Linked DNA regions of Oryzias latipes: region 1 is linked to region 2. A link is a contact called in public Hi-C data. All regions are on one chromosome and are shown on one strand. Each heading gives the region's core, a stretch centred on a gene start, on an enhancer-like site or on the middle of the called end of the contact. The rest is flanking DNA. Distances are from core to core; before and after follow the strand shown.

Region 1 (6,650 bases), core at 1,960-4,459, 140 kb before region 2:
ACACTGTTACCCCGAAAGGGATAAAGCGGGTTAAGAAAGTGGATGGAAGTTCAGGAGGAGAACTACCAGATCGATCCACCATATTGGTTTTATGTTTTACCTGGCCACTGAAAACGTCACATGCCCAAAGTTGAGTCCCTGATTGGTTGACGTGACGCAGCAACCTCAGCATTGTTGACATATTTTGACTGTGGCCGCGCAGCTCCAATCCCGCTAATGCTAGACCTTTGTGCCACACCCATTGCTCAATTCATGCTGCAGGACCTCATATTGCATTTGTAACATTGACTTAATATTGAAACTGGCCCGTCACAAATCGTGTTCAGTGTAAACACAGATTTAGATACGACCATGAGTCATTCTAGAACTAAAGATTTTGTATCACCTGTCAGTCTAAAGAGCACACCTCCTTCTGTGCATCATTTCAAATTTTAAAAAATAACATAGTAAAGTTTCTATCACATCTCTCTGATAATTTTTCTGGCAACAGAAGGAAAAACATTTTCTGAATGCGAATGTGTTGAAAAGTTGGACGAGAGCTTAAAATTCTGGTAAACAGGAGTGACTTGTTTCTGCTACAACCAGTGTTTTTGGTGAAATTATGTGGCTCCAGTTACATTAGTTACATTTATTCTTAATGTAAACTAAAAAGTTAACTTTTTTTGATGCTATCAGGAAAGCAGAACTTGATTTTAAAAATGTAGCTCATTCAGACATTTATTTGTCATGTATAAGAAGATTTTTACTCTCAAAAAACATGCAAGTAGTTTGAACATTGATGGACAGGTGATCTTTCCAGTCTATGTCTCTGTGGATTACTCTGCAGCTTTATACATCATTCATTGAGTGAGTATTTTTTTAAATAAAATAAACATGATTCTAATATTTCTAAAACGTTTCCACGGCATCCAAAAGAGTCAAAGAAATAATGCGGTAAATGGTGTGGCTATGCAAGATACTTACAACCTTTTAAAAGTTCAAACCGCATGTTCAGATAAATATTCATATCATGGCTTCTTGTTTTCTTTACTTGTTGAGTTTTGAATGTAAGATGTTATTTACTGTTAGAAAAGAAATCCACGTTTTGCATGTTTGCCTCAGACTTCACTTTGCTGTGAGGAAATAAAGAAAAAACTGATCAAAAGAAAAGTTCCTGGTAACATTTTAGATAAAAAAAACAACCAAAAACCTTCATGTTTGGGTTTATGAGAGCAGCTTTTACTTGATAATTCCTCACCACAACTGACAACTAGCTCACTTGGTACGTGAACTTGTCCTTCCATGTGGGGATTTCCAGAGCTCCAAATTAACTGTTCTCTGCAGTCAGCTCCATCTCTCATCTCTGTGACTCCCCTCAAAGCTCTGATGAATAGCAGTGGCAGTTTGCGGTGGCACTGGCTGAGGTATACTTAAGACCTTCCTCACATGCTTAAGGCCCACATCCTTATAAAACATTTTTGCCACTTAACCCCCCCTGTTTTTATGACAAAAATTTCCTGGTTCACATTTTACAGTTCAGGTGCTGAAAGCAGCTCTAAAGCAGGATACGAGAGGCCATGATTTACACAAAAGAATTAATTTATCTCTGTTTAAAGCAGTACAAGAAAGACACTGTCCATTCCCATGACAACATGAAGGAAAACATGCACTTCCTTGCACTGTGCACCCAAAAGCTGCCCAACAAAACCTTTAATGTCATAGCTCAGTGACTGCTCTTTGTGAGTGTGGCAGCACACTGCGAGCCACACAAAAACTCAAAGGCAAAATGGATTAGAATATGAGAGAAAAGATGACTGAATCAAACCCAGTGGATTGGAGGAGATTAGCTGAGGGGATTAAAGGAGAAATGACACACTAATTACTTTTTAGGGGCCGAATTTGAGTTTAAAGGCTATTTCTTTAGGTTTGTGAATGCAGTATAGATGTTTTGCGTTTGAGATTGTTCCCTGCTGAATTAAATGAAGATGAACATGGGAGATGTTTTATGTATTAAGAGATGCTCCTCCAAGGTTTCTTTGAAGACTTTTTTGGAACTAATGTAATTTAAAAAATAAACCTTAAAAATGTTATAGTTTATGTTGGTTTAATTGAATGTGTCTAATTAGAAGTATTTTTAGCTGAAATTGAGCACTTTTGTAGGAACAAAAGACTATAATTGAAAACTTACTCCGATCATCTAGTCTAGTGATTAAAAGTGTTCCCAGTGATATTTTAGTTATGATTATGATACTTTTGGACCAAAAAAAACCCTGTATAGTTTCTGCAGAGCAGCAGTAGTTCATTTGAAATTTTCCTCTTGTCTGTTGGTGCAGAGTAAACCTGTCCCCATTTCCCATCATTGCTTTGTTTGCACTCTCTACCAATAGATTACAGCTCCTCACAACCCCATCCTAACATTATTGGTGCAACAAAGATGGCGCACAAGATTGGAACTATTCCAGCTGTAGAGTTTTGATCCAACTACAAGCTTTTTCCAATGGCATTTTTTCTTCTGCACCTGATTCACAGTTAGAACAAAAAAAACTGCTCAGAAATGCAATTTTAATCTTAATTTTCTTAATATATGTCCTCCATTAAAATGTTACAAGGGATTGTTAAAAACACCCAAAACACAATTTTCCTTGCAGCGGGTCATTAAAGATGATGTTAACTACTTGTTGGATTGTACTTGAGTACTATACTCCATCCTGTCCTGTTTGTGAGGAATTCCAGCTTAACTCAAAAGTGTGAAAGAAAAGTCAGCCGATCACTCAGACTTGCAATTTGACTTTTTGTTACCTCTAACCTTGTGGTCTGAAAGCTTGTCTCACTGTTAATTATTTGACCAAACTAAGGTCGACGATCTTGGAGGACGTCCCATCTTCAGTTTGCTCTGCTCTCCAGGTCTCCAATTAGGCTTATAAAAGGCCCCAGCAAGAACAGCAGAGACAAAGGAGGAGAAAAGAGTGGCCAAAAGAAAAACAAGACACAACAATAAACCTGGTGTCCATGTGGGGGGAGGACACCCACATCAACGCCTCCTCCCATCCCTAACAAAACTGGTGTTTTCCAAGCTGGAGCTGTCACTGTGGAAACCTGGAGCTTCTTTCGTTCATTTCATGCGTTCACTTCCCTTCCTCCCTTGCGTTTTTTCTCTCAACACATGCATCCTCCCTCCCCCACCACCACCACCACCGAATCCCCTCCTTCGCCCGCCCCTCCATTCACGCCCTCCCTTCTTCCTGGGCTAAAACAAAGCATGGATCTGAAAGGACTCTGAGGTAGGTAAATGTATTCAGTGACACTGGCCGGATGATTCCATTCTGTGCCAGCCCTGTAACATTTGTTTCAGGCCTTGTCCGAGGGCAGGGACGGCGTGTTGGGCCTTTTGTCCCACGCGCCCTCTGCACAGCCCTGCAGTTAATGGTGGTCTTGTCCTAGACTGCTGGACCAGAAATCTGCAGCCCCACAGGACAGGCGGAGATGGGGAAATGGAAAGAAACAGGGAAAACTGAGGTGGATTAGGGAGCTGTCAACAAGTGAGAGCTGCTCAGTTTCCTTTCTTTTCCTTTCCTTTCCTTTGCTCCATCATAAAACCTTCTCATCTAGTTTTTGGATCTGTATGAGTGACAGGCCATCCAGCCAAAGGCCCAGGTGCTTGTGAAAAGGGTGAACTTGATCACTGGTGGGGGTGGAACTGAAGGCAGAAACCCTGCTGATGTCGGTCTGAAGAGGGCCCCCAGCGTTTAGCAGAGAGGGTCTCCTCGTTTTCACAAACAGCTGCTTAAGAGAGCATCTTCAATCTAGTTTTGTGTGACTCGCTCAGGGAGGGTTGAGTGGACTTCAGGGCTAAGAACTCCTCACTTGACTCTGGTAATCTGCTGAACACTAAAGGACCTGAGACCTCAGTGAGATGCAGCTGCAACCCTCTGTTGTGTTTCACATCAAGTTATTGCGTTCTTTTTGTCCAATTAATTTCATGAGACAGAGGGAAAAAGTATGGAAAGTTAAAAGAGTGAATTCAGTATCATTTATTGTTTCTCCTTCTAAATGTGACCTCTTTCCTTGAGTTTTCATTTGCTGTTTAAACATTCAACCTTGGATAAATCAATTCTTTCCAAAGAAGTTTACCCACTGATCTACATTCATTTAACCATTTTCAACATGATAAATCTGAGTAATTGAATAAAATTCTCCTGATCAATCTATGTTTTTAAACTCCCTCCAACATTGAAAGGCTTGGCTGCTGTTGTTCTAGGAGTCCCAGCATTCCCACCAGAGCAATTGTGTCTTTGTGTAAGTGTGGGTGCGTATATTCATAAGAGCAAAAACCCAAATCCTCCCCCTTCTCTTTTGGAATTCTGCAACAAAATCAGCTCTTGTATTGGGGGCCACCACGACAAACAGTGTATGAGGGGATTAGTGGCTCCTTGACCACTCCTTCAAACACATACCCAGAATGGCCGCCTCGATTATGACCATTAGATGCCCAGAAAATGAGAACGACATGAAAGAGTGGGGGACACAGGGTTTTTCCCATGGTTGAATTTGACCACACGTCCAGCAAAAATGAATCTATAATCCAGAAACCAACAAAGACCCGAGTGGAGGCCGTCCTGGAGTGTTGTGCTTGCTTGCTGGGAGAGGCTTTATGTTTCTATTGCTTTCATTGTGCATGGAAGTGCCATAATAATGATTCAAGACTTTAAAGGCTAGATTAGAGTGAGGACAAGGGCAGCTTAGTGAGTGAAGTAATTTTAGGGGCAGTTGAGCTGGTTCACTAATGGGAAAATTCCTCAGAAAAGGATGCAGGATTTTGGTCTGCTCGGTCCTGGGATCAAATCAGTGCTTTCAATGAGAAAATTAAGTTATACACATGAAATGTATGCACATACTCGTCCCACTTCTGAGGACTCCGCTCACTCTTAGGCTGCTGTCAGCAGGCAGGCCAACATTGAGCGCTGTGTTCAGTGAAGCTGCAGGCGCTGCAAGGTGATCCTTACTATCTGGGGCACCTTTACTCAGAAGGTGAAAGTGCTGGGAGGCAGAGGGCCTTTATGTGGCTGCTGTCTATTCACCAAATGGGGAGGAGCGCAAAGAAGACCTGGAGATCTGAAAAAAAGAGGAACACATCTGACAATAGCTGCGTTTACATGGACAAAAGTAAACGGAATGAACGCCTGTTCAGAATAAAAATGCGTCCCGTAAAGATCCCATTCGGAATACTCTGCCCCAATCAGACTCATTCGGATCAAAATTTCTTTCCGATCGAGATAGGTGGGTTATGCCGATTGTTGATCCGATCGTGGTGCATATAAACAGTTTATTCTGATTGTGGGTCACTACTGTGCTGGCTTTGCGTCATGCATAGACGGTGTAGCGCTCCAGAGAAAGCTTAGGAGCGCGAACAGCTCCACCCATGCGAAGAAGCATGTTTCTGAGCAGAGCAGCCGGACTTGTTGCTTCGTGTTTGCGGTGCTGCCAAGAAAAAAAGCACGGATTTAAAAAATTATGAGTAAACAAGCACTTAATTATAATCATAACAATCAAATATATTTTGCACATGTAACCCCAACTTATGTTGTAATCTCACAACAGCAACGATCAGTCAAAACCTCCTAAATGTGTTCAAGTTTGAGTTCATTTTCTACCTAAACATTTATTCTCTAAGAAATTTGACTTACCTAAAAAATGTATGCACCAACATAAAGGCATGATGAAAATCTGTAAATTAATTACAGATTAATAGTAATGCCTAAAATTTTATGAGAATCAATCTACAAAGTGAAAAAGGTTTTACAAATACTAAAATATGTTTCTTAGAGTTCAACTCTGATTATAATTGTGCTATTGGTGTTCTTAACAAGTTCTTGTGGCATTTTTCTCATGATGGAGGACATATATGTAGAAAATTAAATGTATTCACAACTCAAATCCTTTCATTGATGAATGACATTTGTAAATCTGCTACAGAATGGTTACAAACTAGGGTCCAGATTGTTGATTGCCTTGTATTTTAATTTATGCTGAAAGTTTTTTATATTTTTTATATATGTATACATTCTTGTTTTGTTTTTGTCTTTTTTTATCTTTGTTTTTGTGAAGAGCTGTGCCTTGCAACATTGTGTGGTTGTGTCTGCGAGAGTTTTGTAATGATTATATTTCAATAAAAAAATAAAAAAATATATGTAGAAAATTCTTTATTCGTTCTGAATCAGGAGCAGGCAGAAAAATCCCAATGGGAAAAGCTTGTAAGTGTGACACACACATTACTATGGCTAGCTCCAAGCTCCCTGCTCCGCGCAATTCTGATGTGTTCCCACGCAGTAAGATAGATTCATGTACGTCTTTGTTTTTCTTGTCTGAGCTGGCATCTGGCTCAAAATTGTACAGCTGGATGGCTCAATTATAGCTCGCTGTTTTTGTTGTACCAATAATGTTAGCTTGGTGATGTGAGAGGCTGTAAGTTGGCATTAGAGCATGTAAACAGATGGATGATGGGAAGGTGGCAGGGTTACTCATTCATTCATCTTCTGCCGTTTTGTCCCTTCGGGGTCACAGGGCTGCCAGAGCCTATCCTGGCCACTTGTGGGCGAAGGCAGGGGACACCCTGGATAGTTCGCCAGTCTGTCACATATCACACACACATTCACTCTCACACTCACACCCAC
Region 2 (6,624 bases), core at 3,603-6,102:
CTGTCGTATACGCCGATCCAGAGCATCCCAAACATGCTCAATGGGTGACATGTCCGGTGGGTATGCTGGCCATGCAAGAACTGGGATGTTTTCAGCTTCCAAGAATTGTGTACAGATCCTTGCAACATGGGGCCGCACATTATCATGCTGCAACATGAGGTGATGTTGTTGGATGTACGGCACAACAATGGGCCCCAGGATCTCGTCACGGTATCTCTGTGCATTCCAAATGCTTCAATGAAATGTACCTGTGTTCTTCGCCCATAACATATCGCCCATACCATAACCCCACCACCACCATGGGCTACTCGATCCACAACATTGACATCAGAAAACCGCTCACCCACACGACGCCACACACGCTGTCTGCCATCTGCCCTGAACAGTGTAAACCGGGATTCATCCGTGAAGAGAACACCTCTCCAATGTGCCAGACGCCATCGCATGTCGGTTACGACGATGAACTGGAGTGAGGTCGAGACCTCGATGAGGACGACGAGCATGAAGATGAGCTTCCCTGAGACGGTTGCTGACAGTTTGTGCAGAAATTCTGTGGTTATGCAAACCGATTGTTTCAGCAGCTGACCTAGTGGCTGGTCTCAGACGATCTTGGAGGTGGACATGCTGGATGTGGAGGTCTTGGGCTGGTGTGGTTACACGTGGTCTGCGGTTGTGAGGCCGGTTGGATGTGCTGCCGAATTCCCGAAATCGCCTTTGGAGACGGCTTATGGTGGAGAAATGGACATTCAATTCCCTAGCAACAGCTCTGGTGGACATTCCTGCTATCAGCATGCCAATTGCACGCTCCCTCAAAACTTGCAACATCTGTGGCCTTCTGTGGCATCTGTGGCACTCCCACATCCGGGAAAACTTCAAACAGGTACAGAGGGAGGTTGGGGACATTGAGTCAGAGTGGACCATGTTTTACACTTGCATTGTCTCTACTGCTGCTTGGAGCTGTGGTCGCAAGGTCCCTGGTGCCTTGTCATCATGTGTTTCTGATTTATCATTTAGACAAGCAGTCATTCATTTCCTCTGTCGAACTGGTCTGTATCTTACGATTTGATTGAAACCTGTGGGGGGCAGCGTTCCACAATCTAGGGTACAGCCTGCCAGAAACTCTTAGAAGACGAAAAGTCTGACTGGTCTGTTTGAACCAGATACATTTTTACTTGAGGATCAAATATTTACCTCCATGAAATGCAAATAAATTTGTATACATTTTTTAAGTCAATTTCTTGATCATCTTTGTGATACTCTATCTCTCACTGTTAAAATGAATTTACTATTAGGATGACAGACTGTCTTTTTAAGTGAGAAAACCTACAAAATCACTAAGGAATCAAATTCTTACCTCCTCCAGTGTAAGTCTACACCCTTCAGCTGAAGAATGAAACATTTTGAGGAGTTTTTGTGCTCATATGAAGGATTTATTTTCACTAAACAAAGGCTTATGTGACAGTCCAGTACTGGTGCCTTTGGTAAAATTCCAGAGCTCTCTTTGTTTTATGTAGACTTTGTTACCACAGTTTGTATCATGTCATCTTTTGTTAAATAACAAACTGCTATAAGAAATGAGAGCTAAAATCTGTCGGTGCTTATTTGATATGTTATTTTTCACTTTTATCATCATAACTACAATGAATTTTTCTGATTTTACCTAAAAGATAAACAATAAATAAATAAAACTATATTTTCTTTCAAACATACATAATGGTCATGAAGTTAAGTCGATAATTGTTTCCAAATGTGTGCATTAGTATTAACATGTGAAACATTTCCCCTATATATAAAGAGCTTTATGAGAACAGTCAGCACCTGTGTGAAATATAAAACCTCTCATTCTCTGTTCATTCCTATTGTGTAGTGTATAACACAGAAGCATTGTCATTTTTCTTCCCAGAACCACCCTAGTTCTTGCTTACCTGCTCACTATGGCAAAGACTAAAGTTTGCTTTGGGGTTTTGTGGAGTTGTCTGAATTTTCTGTTTCTTGGAAGCGTATTCATTGGTAAGCAAGTCACTCTTAAAATGATCGATTATGTTTAGTCTGACCAGAAGGGAAAACAATGTATTTTGTCTACAAGATGTATAGTTACTAATAGAAATGTGTTTTCTTTGTATTCAATGCCATTTTACATTAGAAATTAAAAGTCGCATTTTTTTGTTTTTTGTTTCTTAAATTTTTTTAACAAGTCTGTGATTTGTTGTTCAGGAAGAAGTTGTTCTCTCATATTACTCTTGAATTCCTTTAAGTAATGAAACACATGAAAGTATCTTCAATAACTATTTTGCTCTTTGGGCACAATCGTTTTTGTGGGCGGTGTCACAAACACTAACAGTGAGGGTTTTTCAGAGTCTTTAATGTGATTTTTTTTCCATGAGACTCAACAGAGATTGACATGATATACTGGGACAATAAGAAGTACAATTAGTTGTTTTCATAATATTTTACAGTTTTCTATAGGCTATATTCAACCATAGCCAAACTGCACAGAATGGAAGTAACTCCATCAATGAAGTTCTAAAATATCTTCAAATACTAAACTATAAAATGTGCGAATTTTAGTTAAACAATAACTCCATTGTTTTTTAGTATGCCTGAAGATTTGGAGGGCAAAGATTAAATCTGCCAAATTGTCTTTCACAATCAGGGAATTCTGAGAACTGTGGATGTGAACCCTCAAAACAATTTAAATAAGACATATTTTTTTCAAAGATCCTTTATTACACACTTGTGACTTTTGCCAGAAACTTGCAAATCTTATTCCATTTGCAAATGTTTGAATGCACATATGTTAATGTGCACAAACACATTTGGAAACTAGGTGAAAGATGTAACCTCCGCCTGCAGCATGTGAGGCGGAGGTTATTTAAATGTGACCTGAATTGTGACACCTGAATTTATTTCAAGCTATGAAAAACATCCACTTTACAGGAATCAAGGGGACGAACCTCTCATACAAGGTCTGCAATGTTTGCACTACATCATTTTTACATTGCAGCTGTGCCACTGGTTTTATGAAAATGAAGGTAATAAACTAAGTATTGTATCAACAATTATTTATTAATGTCTAATGTTCTTTGTCATAGGAACACATACTTCCCTGCAGATTTCAAATAACATCAGTGTGACCGAACAAAATGCCAACAGAACCAGAAGGAGCTCTGAGTTGGGCTCTGCTGATCACGTGGACTCTCTGAGGATTCTGACTGCCTCTGATCTTTCTTCCCTCAGAGATTTGTTGTCAGAAAAAAAAATTACAGGTGCTGAAACATGTTCACAACACCCAGGAACAATGGCATGCAAACTAATTTCACATTTTCTGTAACTTTAATGCTGCAATTTTTTTTACAAAAATGCATATCAGGACACAAAGTCTTATTTGTTTTCAGTTTATGTTCTGCAATCTGATTAATCTCTTTGCAAGTACCTCAACTTAATAGACTTCACCTTCTAACGACGGTTAAGAAAATATTATTTTGTTGTTGCTTTTAGTTTTTTTTTTAAAGTAAAATCAAGCTTAAATATGTGGAGTTTAATAAAACTCCAGAATATTCCATGATTTATGCACACTCTCTGGCCACCTTCAATGACACATAATGAAGCATTTTGCAATTAGATTTGTTTTGGGGATTCAAGGCTATGTCAGGGAGACCCAGTAATGAGAACAAACATGTCAAGCGGGATAACTTAGATATGATATGCAGAGGTTTTGGAGCCCATGTGTCCTTCATCTGTCATATTTTTATCTTTTGAGAAACTGCAAATTCAGTCAATGAAGCTCTCAAAAATGAATGCATGATTCTGTTGCAATTATTTGCCCATGTCAAACTGTTTTTTAACAAAAGTTTGCAATTTCTTAGCTTTTTACGCATTATATTCAATTGTGGCTTGGCAGTTTGGCAAGTGTAAAAAAGTTTAAAATATTTTTTGTCCAAAAGCAAGAAGAATAAATATGTCTTTTTTTTCTAGTTCGTTTGGGTCTCCGTGTCTCTCTCTGGGGTCCAAAGGAGTTTCTCGTTCCTCAGCAGCTCATGCTCAACAGTGAGGTCAGTATTTTGGCACTGGTTTAAACTTTAAAACCAATGCAGAATCACCAAAACCATAAAACTTCTATTGCTCAATCGTAATTATCTTTCCATGTATAAATCTCTAACTTATCAAAATCAGTGCCAGACTTTACCATAATGAAGCAACGTAATGTGCAGATTTTGTGGTACTGTGAAAGTATCACACTAAGTAATCAGTGCTCCCTGGGTCCAAAGATCAGTGTCTGAAATCAGTGTATTGATACTAGTTAGACTTTATCATATATGTTTCAGTAAACATTGATAAAAACTGCTGCAGCTGAAGTTCTGAATTTCAGCACAGACGCTATGACATTTTAGACTTTTTCAGCATTTAATTACAGATCTGGCATGAGTGGATTAAAGGATTAGAGTCTGGAAAACTCAGCCCACTTGTGATGAGGGACTTAAGGGTGGAGGAGCTTTGATGTTAAAAAAAAAGCAACTCAACATAATTATCATTTTTGTCCTATTTTATAATTTTCTTCTTTTTTTATATTTCTTTTAGAAACCCGGACTGTACAAGACTGGAGAGACATCTGGGACTTTTTCCATGAAAATAATTGGAATAAAAAAAGTGACTCCCTAACGATGCAATATTTCGTCATTCCACAAATTAAAATTATAAATGAATAGATCTGATAATTAACGGTGTGCTAATTAATGTCAGGTTTATGACAGTTTTTTGTTATTGTTATAAACAAGTCTACCTGTTCATTAAAGATTGACTTCATCCCATTGGAACCTCCCATTTGAGCTGCTAGCCCCGCCCTCTGAACGCATCGACCAATCGGCGAGTCCTGTCTGCAGCCACACATCGACGTTCCCAGGAAGAGTCGCATGAATGTAGGTTACGAAAAGCTTCCTTTGCAATTTAAACGGCAGAAATGGCAGATTCAACGAGTTCGCCCGAAGAAGAGACAGAGTTTAGGGAGATGATAGCTCGGATCGGTGGTGAAGAGAGAATTTATCTGGTCGGTGAAGCGCGCCAAGGCGAAGCGACGGACGGAGATGACACCGGACTGGTCTTTCAGGAGTTCATCCGTGACATGTTTAACAAAAACGTCCCGGTGCTTAGCAAGAAACAGCCGCCGCGCCCCCATCACGCACATGAGAAGGACTGCAAAGTGGAGACCGGTAAAAGTAGTGGAGTGAAGTCCAAGGATGAAGGGTCAAAAGCGCACGAGGAGGAGCGGCCAACGAGCAAGTCAGCGAGCAGGGCGAACATTTACAGCAAAAAGCGGGCGATAGACTCCCGCATCATCGTGTTTATCTTCACGCAGACTTTTATCAGCCACGGCCCGAATGAAGGCTGTTTGATAGAGATCCTAAAGGACGTAAAGGCGCGCACAAAAGGCGCGTCAATCCCCCGGCCCGCTCTGATTGGATTAGTCCACACCACGCAGGAGAGCGCAGAGACGCACAGGTGCGCGCAGGTCCTGGAGAGTCTCCTGGGCGCAGTTTTCCACAAACATCCTTCTGAGGCGGTGTGGGTCGGCTGCTTCCTCCCGAAGACCGAAGCCAAAATTGTCAGCATCAAGAAAAATGCCTGCAAAGTTGTTTGCGCATCTCAGTCAGCAGGTGCAATAATACTTAAAATATATTGTGGAAAAACTGGTTGTTGGACCCATTGGCATAGAAAATCTGCATAGCTAAAATGATAGCTGATCTTTAGTCAGAGATGTGTGATAATACACTCTGGCATGTAGGTCAGGTTATGACACTCACAAGGCCACAGATTTTTTCTTTTTCTTTTTTTGTTCCCAGCCAAATACCTCTGAACAAAAGATGTATTCATTAAAGGAAAATGGGTTCTTAGACCGTGAAAGACAAAGAGTGGCTTTGAAATAGAAAAAAAGTACTCTGGAAATAAAATGTAAATAAAACAAGAGTGATACTTTTAATAGCAAATAAGGTATAACAGCTGACATTACAAATTTAAATCATTTTTTTAATCATTTTTTATTTAAAAGATTAACAGCAAAATCAGTTAGAAACTACTGATATCAAAATCCTATTTTACACAGCTTTCCCAAAGATTTTAAAAGTTTCTCAAGGAAAACATTTTTAATTAAAGTTTGTTTCAACAAGGACATTTACATGTCCATTTTCAAACCAGTTTTAAGTTGGACCTGCAATGGCAATGTTTCTGACAAGATTTATTTTTTTCATTAAGATACAGTTTAAGACAAGGCTTCCAGTGATGAAGATCACGTTGGTTCTCTGGTTGATGGTAAAAATCTGCAGATGGGCTGTTGCACCACAAAATCTGCCAACAGCTTCTTTAGAATGCTTTAATGTCCAGTTAAAGTTATTGTATAGATATTTGCTGATTTTGTCATTGAATGTCACTTTAATTTCAAAATGAGCTATTAATGTTTGCTATTTCAAAGAAGTTTCTGGTCCTTGAAACTGATCTGCCAATTTGTTGAATGTTCATTTTTTGCTTTTCAGATAATACCACAGATAAAAGAGACCAGCCTCTGTGTCCGTGCTGGTTCAGGAGAAGGGAATCCAGCAGAAAGAATAATAATAAATCTTCAACCTGTGAGCA

The links. A called contact is a pair of places that touch in the nucleus more often than the background predicts.
Region 1: a Hi-C map of embryo shows a contact between it and region 2, with 1.7 times the contacts expected there. The contact joins the enhancer-like site here to the promoter of LOC101162592 in region 2. A contact is called at or near these places in 2 of 5 Hi-C or Micro-C datasets (embryo and fibroblasts).

Annotation. Positions count from the first base shown.
Region 1 is chr4:12,803,475-12,810,124 of ASM223467v1, reverse strand. No RefSeq gene overlaps it. Among protein-coding and RNA genes, the nearest start is that of opa1, 51 kb to the left of the region's middle. Within about 2 kb of position 3,209, at least 2 of the 8 cell types and tissues checked have an H3K27ac peak or open chromatin away from gene starts, as enhancers often do. A contact at or near this core is called in embryo, where this site is marked.
Region 2 is chr4:12,669,604-12,676,227 of ASM223467v1, reverse strand. LOC101162592 reads left to right here and starts at 4,852. Exons shown (of 3, transcript XM_004067897.4): 1 at 4,852-5,651; 2 at 6,525-6,624. The coding sequence starts at 4,958.